2 separate regions of the Bombyx mori genome follow, and region 1 is linked to region 2. Evidence: chromatin contacts called from public Hi-C data. All regions are on one chromosome and are shown on one strand. Each heading gives the region's core, a stretch centred on a gene start, on an enhancer-like site or on the middle of the called end of the contact. The rest is flanking DNA. Distances are from core to core; before and after follow the strand shown.

The links. A called contact is a pair of places that touch in the nucleus more often than the background predicts.
Region 1: a Hi-C map of midgut shows a contact between it and region 2, with 2.3 times the contacts expected there. The contact joins the enhancer-like site here to the promoter of LOC101742490 in region 2. A contact is called at or near these places in 5 of 7 Hi-C or Micro-C datasets (middle silk gland, midgut, posterior silk gland and 1 more).

What each region holds. Positions count from the first base shown.
Region 1 is chr22:2,588,396-2,593,853 of ASM3026992v2, reverse strand. LOC110384972 (a long non-coding RNA gene) reads right to left here. Exons shown (of 3, transcript XR_002430325.3): 2 at 4,190-4,976; 3 at 3,463-3,627. Among protein-coding and RNA genes, the nearest start is that of LOC110384972, 3.8 kb to the right of the region's middle. Within about 2 kb of position 1,318, at least 5 of the 8 cell types and tissues checked have open chromatin away from gene starts, as enhancers often do.
Region 2 is chr22:2,419,240-2,424,967 of ASM3026992v2, reverse strand. LOC101742490 (X-linked retinitis pigmentosa GTPase regulator) reads left to right here and starts at 3,062. Exons shown (of 8, transcript XM_004924743.5): 1 at 3,062-3,163. The coding sequence starts at 3,145.

The DNA of each region.
Region 1 (5,458 bases), core at 69-2,568, 170 kb before region 2:
GCTGCCTACCGGGACATGTAGCCAGTTTTAATTTATTATATCAGGATCCCTTCAATCTTGACTCAGATTTGCCGCAGATTTGATTTGCAGCTTGAAAAAACTTCGCCTATTCATTTTATTTATACAACGAGTATTCAGTTGTTGATGTAACTATATAGTGAGGTTTCAAACTGAAAACTATTAATTTTAATGATGATACAATTTTATGATTTTTAAACTATTAAGTTTTTGTTGAAAATGTAAAGAAAACTCTTTAAATATACTTTTTAATTAAAATAAGGTTAATTCAACCACGGGACATCAATATCACTTAATGAACTGTAACGCGATGCCTTATTCATTATGCAAATATTAATTTAGCCTGTAGATAGCCTACTGATATAAGTCTAGCGTTCAAAATGCAGGATTTTATTTTTATTGCTGAGATGTGTGGACGTGCTCACAGCCCACCTGGTGTTAAGTGGTTACTGGAGCCCATAGACATCTATAACGTAAATGCGCCACACACCTTGAGATATAGTTCTAAGGTCTCAGTATAGTCACAACGGCTGCCCCACCCTTCAAACCGAAACGCATTACTGCTTCACGGCAGAAATAGGCGGGGCGGTGGTACCTACCCGTGCGGACTCACAAGAGGTCCTACCACCAGTAAAAATTTCCTTTACAATCCCTCTAAGATTCTCAACTCTAAATGTATTTACACAAGACTGATTTTGCAGGTGTTTGAACAGCACTATAATTTTTTTGAATTGTTTTCAGTAAATTTAATTACACACTTATGTTATTGTACTAAAGATCATTATTATTTGAATCAGATCTGTAGTTACGTTTTTTTACGTCTTATTCGCGTATCGGGTTAAGCGGAGTTATTTATTGTCTTGTAATCACGACGTAATCTGTGCTTATCAAATCTTTTCAAGTTAGGAAGTATGTAGTCAACATGAAAATATTGTGTCAAGGTCTACTACTTATGAGAACAACGCTTTATGATTTACAGAGATTTTTGCAAATTTTACGCGTATGGATAATGTGGCGGGTAGCCATCATACAACGCAAGATAATTGACAGATGCCTGAATCTCGCTTACGACATTTTCAAGATAAATCGCATATATACAAGTTCCGAACAACAACATTCGGACCGTCGGTCTACCGAGCAAATATCACCAGCTCGGTGGAAGATCTTCCCTTTGTCGTTTAAGCCTCCCCAAAGATAATAAGTACGTCCGGTGATTAGGTAAACGAATCGAATAGCCCTTTTCGACTTCGTCAAAGTTCTCTACCACTGCACTATTTTCATTTTATCTTGAACCAGACCATTCTATATCTTGGTTGTTGTGAGATTGTGAGATTTGCCGCGTCCACTTAACCGTTATTCCAAATCACCCGTCTACGGTAACGGCTGACATCAATAAACCCGTCAGCTTGTCTATTATGCCAATATAGAGGTATACGACAAAGGGAAAATCTTCCACCGAACGAGTGATATATCGGAAGACTGACGCGACGGTCCGAATATTGTTGTTCGAAAAATGTTCAAATACAAGCTTATCTTGAAATTTTCGTAAGCGAGATTCCGGCATATTATGTCAAATATCTTTTGTTTTCTGATGACTATCGCCACATTAATAAAAGTAACAGATTTTTTTAATACAATAAATTCTGAAGTTTTGCACTCTTACCTTGTGTAATAAGAGGAACTGTACTTTTCTTTACTGGTGGGAGGACCTCTTGTGAGTACGCACGGGTAGATACCACCACCTTGTCTATTTCTACCGTGAAGCAGTAATGCGTTTCGGTTTGAAGGGTGGAGCAGCCGTTGCAACTATACTTAGACCTTAGAACTTATATCTCAAGGTGGGTGGCGCATTTACGTTGTAGATGTCTATGGACTTCAGTTAGCACTTAACACTAGGTGGTCTGTGAGCTCGTTCACCCATCTAAGCAATAAAAAACAATCTTCAAAATAAACTGCAACAGCTAAGTAACTATCGTTCGAGTCTGTCGCGGCACACAGAAAAAAATAGATTCAATAAACTTTCCGAGAGTCAATACAACCAAAAGTTTTAAGTACAGATATTTTACTATCTTACTTAGGTATTCTATTAAAACATGACCTCATTTCAAACACTAGACACGTCAGAGAACAATTTGTTGTTACTTAAGTATTATATGTTATAAGTTGGCGATGGACGCGTCACCTGCCGATAAAGCCAGCTATTAGTCTTGATCCTGGCGACGACTATTTATAATCCACTCGGCTATGAAATAAGTATGTCAACATTGTTATACTTAACGATAGTGCATCATATCTGTCAATGTTTGATATTAATCATTGCATTATATCATTGTCAATGAGTTCGGAGTCTTATTTTTCAGTTTACTTACTGGTGCTAGGAAGTCTTATGTGTGCGCACAGGTAGGTACCAGCACCCCACCGATTTCTGCCGTGAAGCAGAAATGCGTTTCGGCTTGGAGCAGCCGTTGTACTGTTAAAACAGTGACCTCACAACTCATGTCTCGAGGTGGGGGGGGGGGGTTATTTACGTTGTAGATGTCTATCCTCCCCAAATCCTGATCACGCAGGAGCCAGTCACCGTCGACGCCCTATACACGTCCTTACGGATCCATCAGATCCAATAACCTTTGCATTAGACGCCTTCAGCTCTAACACTAGGAGCAGGCTTGGGGATCCCTGTAACCGTAGAGCTCGACGTGCAACCTAACCCATGCATCAGTCCGCTGAGTTTCTCGCCGGATCTTCTCAGCGGGTCGCGATTCCGATCCGGCAGTAGATTCATTCGCGAAGCAGCTGTTCTTAAGTTGTTAAGTCTCCTTCGGAGGCGCACGGGCACCTGTTAGCAAATCCCACACATCTTGGCTGAGCCTTTGCTCGCACCTGTCCTGGTGAAACTGGAAAGGCCTCAGGGCCACCAGTAATCCTTCAAACATAAAAAAAATATGTCTGTCCCAAATCGGAATGCATCACCGTTTTATCAATAAACGTACCGAACTCTCTAGATTTACTACTTACAATTCATTAAAATACGCAAAAAAAAACAGCCCCAATGTTCTTTAAAATCTAAAACAGCTTACATAAACCTATAATATAATGTTGTAGATTTTTGTGGTGCTCACACATCAAGCTGTCGAACTTGATCTCCTTACATGATAAATATTTCCTGTCACTCAGCTGTGACAATAACACAAATATTATTCCGTGTGCATTTTTATGCACGTCTTCAACTAAATGTCAAGTATTCGAATTGTTACATCACTCATGTTGACATTGGAGACCATTGTTGTAAAATATTTTTACTACGTGATCGCTAAGGTCGGTGGTTCCACTTACAGCGATAACAAAGTAAATTAATTTAATTTCGATAAAATCTTAGATTAAAAAAATCTAAATGGGAAACAAGTGAAACACGCAAGGCTTTTTGAACGAACTGAACTTTATAAGACTTGGATGTTTTGTTAATTTTTTTTTGGCATTTTCTTGCTTCTTTGTTTTTAGGATGAATGGGTGACTGGTGGGTTTCCAGTTTCGCCAGGACAGGTGGGCGAACGCGACCTCAGTCATTTTAGTGAGTTATTTTATTATTTCCTTCGTTCGTGACTACGAAAACTGCAAAGTATTCGTAACATTGAAAATAATATAAAGTAATGAGAATAAAAAAAGGTCAAATTAAACCACATCTAATTATGTCTGCGATTTGCGTAAACCGAAGAGAAAACTATACAGATATAACTAACTATTCATTATACAGAAAAGAAAGCATTTACAAATCAATTATATTATGTAATAGTATATATATTATGTAATAGTATATATAGTAGCTATATTATAAATAAAAAAAATATTTATAATATAACTACCGTTTTGACCATTTTGCGACGAACTAACCATGCGTTCGGTTTGACTTGTAATATTGTCGTTTTTCTAATACAATTGAGACTATATATACACTGAAGTCGGTCATCTTCATTTTGTCGTGTTTTTGCGTGTGTAAATATTTACGTCCACTAAACTATATGCACAAACTGTACAAAGTTGGAAAGTTTGATCTATCAAGTGTAACAATTATTAAATCGAGAGTGATTTCATCTATTTATTGACGCTAGTAAAAATAATAACAAATAACTGTATGTAATTTAACAAACATTAATATATCACAATATCGTGTCACCTATTTGCTAGTTCGTTAGTAATTCAAACTCAACGAATATCAAAATGCTCCGCTACTCTGCCCGCCGTCACTGTGGCCCAACCACCACCCACAGCATCGGCGAGTTCAAAGCGATGCGCTAACAGCACAAATAAAAGTTTTATTTTTAATTCAAACCGACGCATGTATCGTGTTTCGTTGCGCTCATTCATAAAGCCGGCCCTTTTAAATCGACTCGCGTTACGTCATTCAGAAAGCACGTGAGATTTAACACAATATTGATGATCTCAATGAGCATGTTAGCCTTGACATAGTGATTGTTGTACGTCGTTAATGGGAGTTAGCGGAGCGAATTCTTAAATGTCGTCAGTTGATATTATTCTGATAAGTTATTTTACTTAATAAATTCACGTGGAAATTGTCTTATAACGCCAAAACTGAAAAGCAAGTAATGTCTATTAAATGTGAAAAGTTTCAAATCAAAACCCGTTGTTTCTTCGCGGCATAGTGAGCACTTCTTGTATTAATTAAATTACAATCGAATTTCAGTAGTATAACGAATTATTAAAACAATCCCAGTTTAAGGTGTATTTTATAAATTAAGTATAAAGATGTAAAATATATTTCATTGGTGCTATATCGACTGACAGCTTTTTGGAAAAACTTCGTGGTTGCCCGGCGACGGCTCTGCCGCCCCGCCCGCAGCATGCCCCTTCAAGACCCACGAGTAGAACAAATAAGGGATGTGTGCGTTATAGTAGTTAATAATGTCCTGTATACATTTCCTAAGGAGTACACAGGCATCCTTCTGTAATAAGAATTCTGTATTAATAAAGAAGAATTTCTGTAACAATAAAGAAGTCTTTCGATAATAGTGCAAAGAGATCGCCAAATAATCACGAAATTCAACGTTAAATTGCAATTTAAACGCTTTTGCGAAGATCGAATAGTCTAGAATTATAACATTTTAAGGATGAAACAAAGTGGTGTGAATTATTTTTTATCTATTGGCTTTCTATCTATACATATAATCTGGATCTCGGAAACGGCTCCAACGATTTTCATAAAATTTAGTACACAGGGGATTTCGGGGGCGATAAATCGTTCTAGCTACGATTTATTTTCAGAAAATGTTGTTTTATTCGTGTTTTCAATAATCAACTCTTCCCGACATCTATTGGCGAATAATAATACTATTTTTCTTAATTGAGGGCAACTAACCGCTTTAAAGACATAACAGGATGGCGTTATCAAAAAAAAAACCGGTCATCATCTAGTTTATTATACAGC
Region 2 (5,728 bases), core at 1,813-4,312:
CTCGCGTGAGAGACTCTTTCAGTGTTGATAAACCTAGGCAAGTTCTGAAATGATCGATGCTATTCTAGAAATTCAATTTCTATTTATGTAGTTTAATTTTTTAGTGTTAGATGTTTTTAAGTATACAATTTTAATTCATTTTTAATAGTACAAAACCTCGCAGGCCGTCACGAATCTGTAATTAATGCTCTATAATAAAGTTTTCTCAATGAGTTCTTACTTCTTACTGTTCAAAATTACATTCAATAACAATTTATTATAATAATATGTATGTAAGTATGTATATTGGTATTTAAATCAGTTAGTTATATATTTCACATTATAATATACCTATATAAACGGTATATATTTTGTTTATTTTATGTATATATATTTTTATAATAATCTATAGGACACCGCGACATACCCACTACATTTTTAAATTTTCCAGAACTTCTGTAAATTAAACGGTTGTCTGGAAGAGATCGCTTTTAGCGATAAGACCGCCATTGTACAAATGTATTTGCTTTTTTGATTGTTTTTTGAATGTAAATTGGTTTTGATATGCAATAAAGTGTATTCTCACTATCTCTCACTCTCAATAACAATTTATTCCTGAACCCAATGTTGGTCTGTGACGCAAGCAAAACAAGTTCGTTGCCATTTTGAGTGTTCTACGCAGAACTGTTTAACAATGCAGGGGGGTTGTTCCTCCGCTATCCGATACGAATCGCACCGAGAGGCTAAAACACTTAAGTGGTTTCATTCATTCTATTATTTTATGGTAGGTTTTATGGCAAATAACCTTGGCTATTTCGAGTTCTCTGAACTGTGATAAGCGATTTATAGAGCTTCACAAATTACGACTTAAACCATAGACTAGGTCGATAACTCGAAGCACTTATGATCTATATATTTAGAAAATCAAAGTAAAATAGTTATTAGTGATTAAATTTATTAAATGTTTCTCAATGTGTGTATGTGTGTGTGCTTTGAAAAATTGCTTAAGATTATTCCGTCGTCACCTTTTTACCATGACACAACCCTGTACTGGAGCCGAGTTCATCCATAGTACTTGAAACCCCTGCGTTCTTCCAAACAACGTCTCCAAATATCGTTCTTACCATGGTGTTTCCCATACACTTTGATTTGAAGGGAATTCTAAACGGTACACAGTTGCTTGGTTGTTCATCTGATATTGCTGACGTCCATGATCAACACGCACGGCGGGAAGTCGCTGGATACGGAAGGCGGAGGACCGCATTATGTTGAAGGCATTGGGCGGAGGCCTATGTCCAGCAGTGGGCAGATAAAGGCTGATGATGATGATGATAATGATGATGATGATGAAAATGATGATGAAGATCAACAGCGATCGTGAGATAGTTTTTATGGTGCACGTACAGTCAAGTTTAAATGAATATCGATTAAGCCTGTTGTGATCATACCATTACCTCGTCTTCCAATCTAAGAGACTAGAAAACTGTTTCTTTACTATGATCATTCGAGAAAATCGCGATCCAAATAACAATGGATCGGGATACGAAGAATGCTCTAATTGAAAACCTCTTTTCATTTAATATCGGTTCAGAGTATTTCTGTTCTATCGCAATCATTAATCGATGCATGGGGGTCAAGGGGAGTTCGACATCGGCAAGCTTCGTAAACCTAGTTTGAAGGACAATCAGTGATGTAGGCTGATTTGATTGAAGACATAATTAGCATAAGCGGTTATGTGAAAGTGTATATATATAATGTTGTATTTAGAGCACGAAGATATAGACATGAGCAAGAAAAATTAATAATTTCAATTATTTAAATTAATTTAATTTATTTAAATTTAGAATTGCTGATACTTGAAATGATTGACTGCGTGAGTGAATTCTTCATCTTCTTCAAAGTATGAAACTTTAGATTCTCATTTGTACACAAATATTCTATTCAAAAATTCTACTTTAATTATTTATTTACTATTTATTTTTATTTATTTAATTATTATTTATTTACTACGTGGGAACCCACCATGATTATATCCCAAGAAAACCACCCTATGATGCAAGGAATGAATAAGATAAGTTATCTGATATTTAATTAGAAGATAAGAATATTCTATATGTTATAAAGAAAACGATCGTAAAATGTTTATGAAGACCATGATAAGCCTATAACTAAAACACGATAAAGCCGCAAAAATATGTAGACCTCTGGAAAAGTTTCTAACAAATCGACTATCTTTACTAATTGTGAATTAAGAGGGGGGTGAGGTAGTTCTTTTTTCGTGGTTGCCTGCGATTTCGACAACAATAACATCGAACAGGGATATAGTTCTTACGGAATAGAATTAACAAGATATAGTTGAATATTTGTAGTTTGATTTAAAATCAATGTGTTTTGTTATTCGCGTAAACCTCGACAGGTATTTCAAAGCTTACTCTGTTCCACTGCAGGTACACAAACATTTACAACATTTCTCATATAAGCGTTTCTTCTTTTATTGCCACTGTAGGCAGGCAAGCCTGTTCATCTGGTGGTAAGTCGTTACAGCCACTTGTGAACGTCAGCAACGATACGGACACAACCATATAGTTTTCTACCGCTAACTACAATTAGATTACTGAAAACTGCCCCAAAATCTTATCAATGATCAATGCTAGTGTGTGATTAATAAAATGATGGCCTACAGTATGCTACATCAAATAATCATTATATATAACATTTTATAAATATTCATTTAATTTGATATGGTTTTTTTTTTTTTTTTAAATTTTTAAGAATTCTGATAAAATTTTAATTTTAATTTTATTGTATTTTGATTAAAACATTATGTGTGAAATTTTATGGGCTTAAGTTGCCTGAAATAAACGCATTTCATTGCCATTTCACATAATAGAATTTCATAGAAATAAAAAATTAGAAAACTTTTAAACTATGACTAATATCAACTCGTCTTGCAGTGGTTAGCGTGAAATATAAATAACAAATGTTAACAAAAAAAATCATGAAATTACCGCTTTCACGAATAGCTACATCTATGTGAAATAGTGGTAGCATGAAGCCAAGGGGTGGCATGACGAGTAGCGGTCAGTTTTCGCCCCGCGCTCGACCGGTCGATCCGTGACCATGGGTCAAGTGAACGTAGAACATTAGTCGACAAACACAGCCAACATGACCGATGATATACCAGGTAAAGCTAGCATATTCAATTCAGACTATAATAAATAATAGTTTTAAAAAAACTAACAAAATACGCTTTTATGGAAAATCCAACTAAAAAATAGAAATTAATATTGAATGAAAAATAGTGTAAGAAAAAATGATTTTATGGTAAAAAAAAAACTGGGTGCTTTTCAGAATATTATCAAAATAGCCCTTCTCCTCACGGTCCTTAATAAGTATACCAAATTTCGAGTTAATCCGACGTTTTGAAGGGGGTCAAAATCATCTTCAAAGATTCCGTTACAAACATACATACGTCTGAAGCTAATAAAAGCGTATTAAAAACGTCCCTAAAATAAACATTATATTTTAGGATTTCACACACAACTGTAATGTCATTTAGGTTTAATTTTTTCAATACGAAATTCATTAACTATGATTTTGTCCAGACGAAAATGGTTCCATCTAGAATATTATTAATCATTCTACGCTTAGATCTTGCAACAATCGATTTTTTTTTGTTAATATTAATTTTCAGTCAATATAAATTTCATTAAAACCATTTGTCTATTGAAGTCTACATAAAAACTGAAGATAAAATTATCTAATTAATTTGTATTAATTTGTAGCATTCACGTAGTGTTTATCGGGAGTAATCGATTTGCTTGTAGTCTGCACGTATTATTTACATAGTAACAATTAAAATAACTTGAAGTCTGCAGTCTAGTTATTACAAATCATCTATTGTATATTTAATAGGGAAGTAAAAGAAAATCTATATACTAATACGTGAAGCAAAAACTTTGTATCCCTTTTTACGAAAATTGCGCAGACGGAAAAGTATGAAATTTTCCACACTTATAGAGAATATAGAGAAGAAGTGCACAATGCTAATATTTTTTTAAAATAATGCATAAAAGATACATTAAATCAATAAAGAAAACATTACACACACTACATACCATGTATTTGACGCACACACGCATGCATACTATTCATTGTCAAACTTTTGTTCTTGACGTCTGTGGTCAAATTGAGAATAGATTAAATATTGTTTGTCTTTATTAATATTTTTATAGTGTAGCCTTGGCGAAATTTGTGATTATAGAAGTATAAAATTACAATCATAATAAAGTACAAACTTACAATTCCAATTAATTATAGTCGAATTTCGACTACTGCGGGACCTCTAGTATAGTTAAATGCTTAAAATAACATAGAAAATCAGACAGTAGAAACATCCGCAATCGTATGTGAATTTCAATTGATTCTGTATTAACCTATATAAAAAACGAGTCCATCTAACTAGTGCGTGTTTTCTCTAGGCAGATCGACAATCTGTCGGCGGAGCAGTATGGCTTCCGAGAGGGCCGCTCAACGGTAGACGCGATCCTTCGCGTGCGGGCCCTCTCGGAGGAGGCCGTCTCCAGGGGTGGGGTGGCTTTGGCGGTGTCGCTCGATATCGCCAATGCGTTTAACACCCTGCCCTGGTCCGTGATAGGGGGGGCGCTGGAACGACATAGAGTGCCCCCCTACCTTCGCCGGCTGGTGGGTTCCTACTTAGAGGACAGATCGGTCACGTGTACCGGACACGGTGGGATCCTGCACCGGTTCCCGGTCGTGCGCGGTGTTCCACAGGGGTCGGTGCTCGGCCCCCTTTTGTGGAATATCGGGTATGACTGGGTGCTGAGAGGTGCCCTCCTCCCGGGCCTGAGCGTTATCTGTTACGCAGACGACACGTTGGTCGTGGCCCGGGGGGGGAGTTTTGCTGAGTCTGCCCGTCTTGCTACGGCTGGGGTGGCGCATGTCGTCGGCAAAATTAGGAGATTGGGCCTCGACGTGGCGCTCAGTAAATCCGAGGCCATGTGGTTCCACAGGCCCCGGAGAGTGCCACCTGTCGATGCCCATATCGTGGTTGGAGGCGTCCATATCGGGGTCGGGGTGCAGTTGAAGTACCTCGGCCTCATTCTGGACAGTCGTTGGACCTTCCGTGCTCACTTTCAGAACCTGGTCCCTCGTTTGTTGGGGGTGGCCGGCGCGTTAAGCCGGCTTCTGCCCAACGTCGGGGGGCCTGACCAGGTGACGCGCCGTCTCTATACGGGGGTGGTGCGATCAATGGCCCTATACGGGGCGCCCGTGTGGGGCCAGTCCCTGGCCGTGGGGGTGGCGAAGCTGCTGCAACGGCCGCAACGCACCATCGCGGTCAGGGTCATCCGTGGTTATCGCACCATCTCCTTTGAGGCGGCGTGTGTACTGGCTGGGACGCCGCCTTGGGTTCTGGAAGCGGAGGCGCTCGCCGCTGACTATAAGTGGCGGGCTGACCTTCGTGCCCGGGGCGTGGCGCGTCCCAGCCCCAGTGTGGTCAGAGCGCGGAGGGGCCAATCTCGGCGGTCCGTGCTGGAGTCATGGTCCAGACGGCTGGCCGATCCTTCGGCTGGTCGTAGGACCGTCGAGGCGATTCGCCCGGTCCTTGTGGATTGGGTGAATCGTGACAGAGGACGCCTCACTTTCCGGCTCACGCAGGTGCTCACTGGGCATGGTTGTTTCGGTGAGTTCCTGCACCGGATCGGAGCCGAGCCGACGGCAGAGTGCC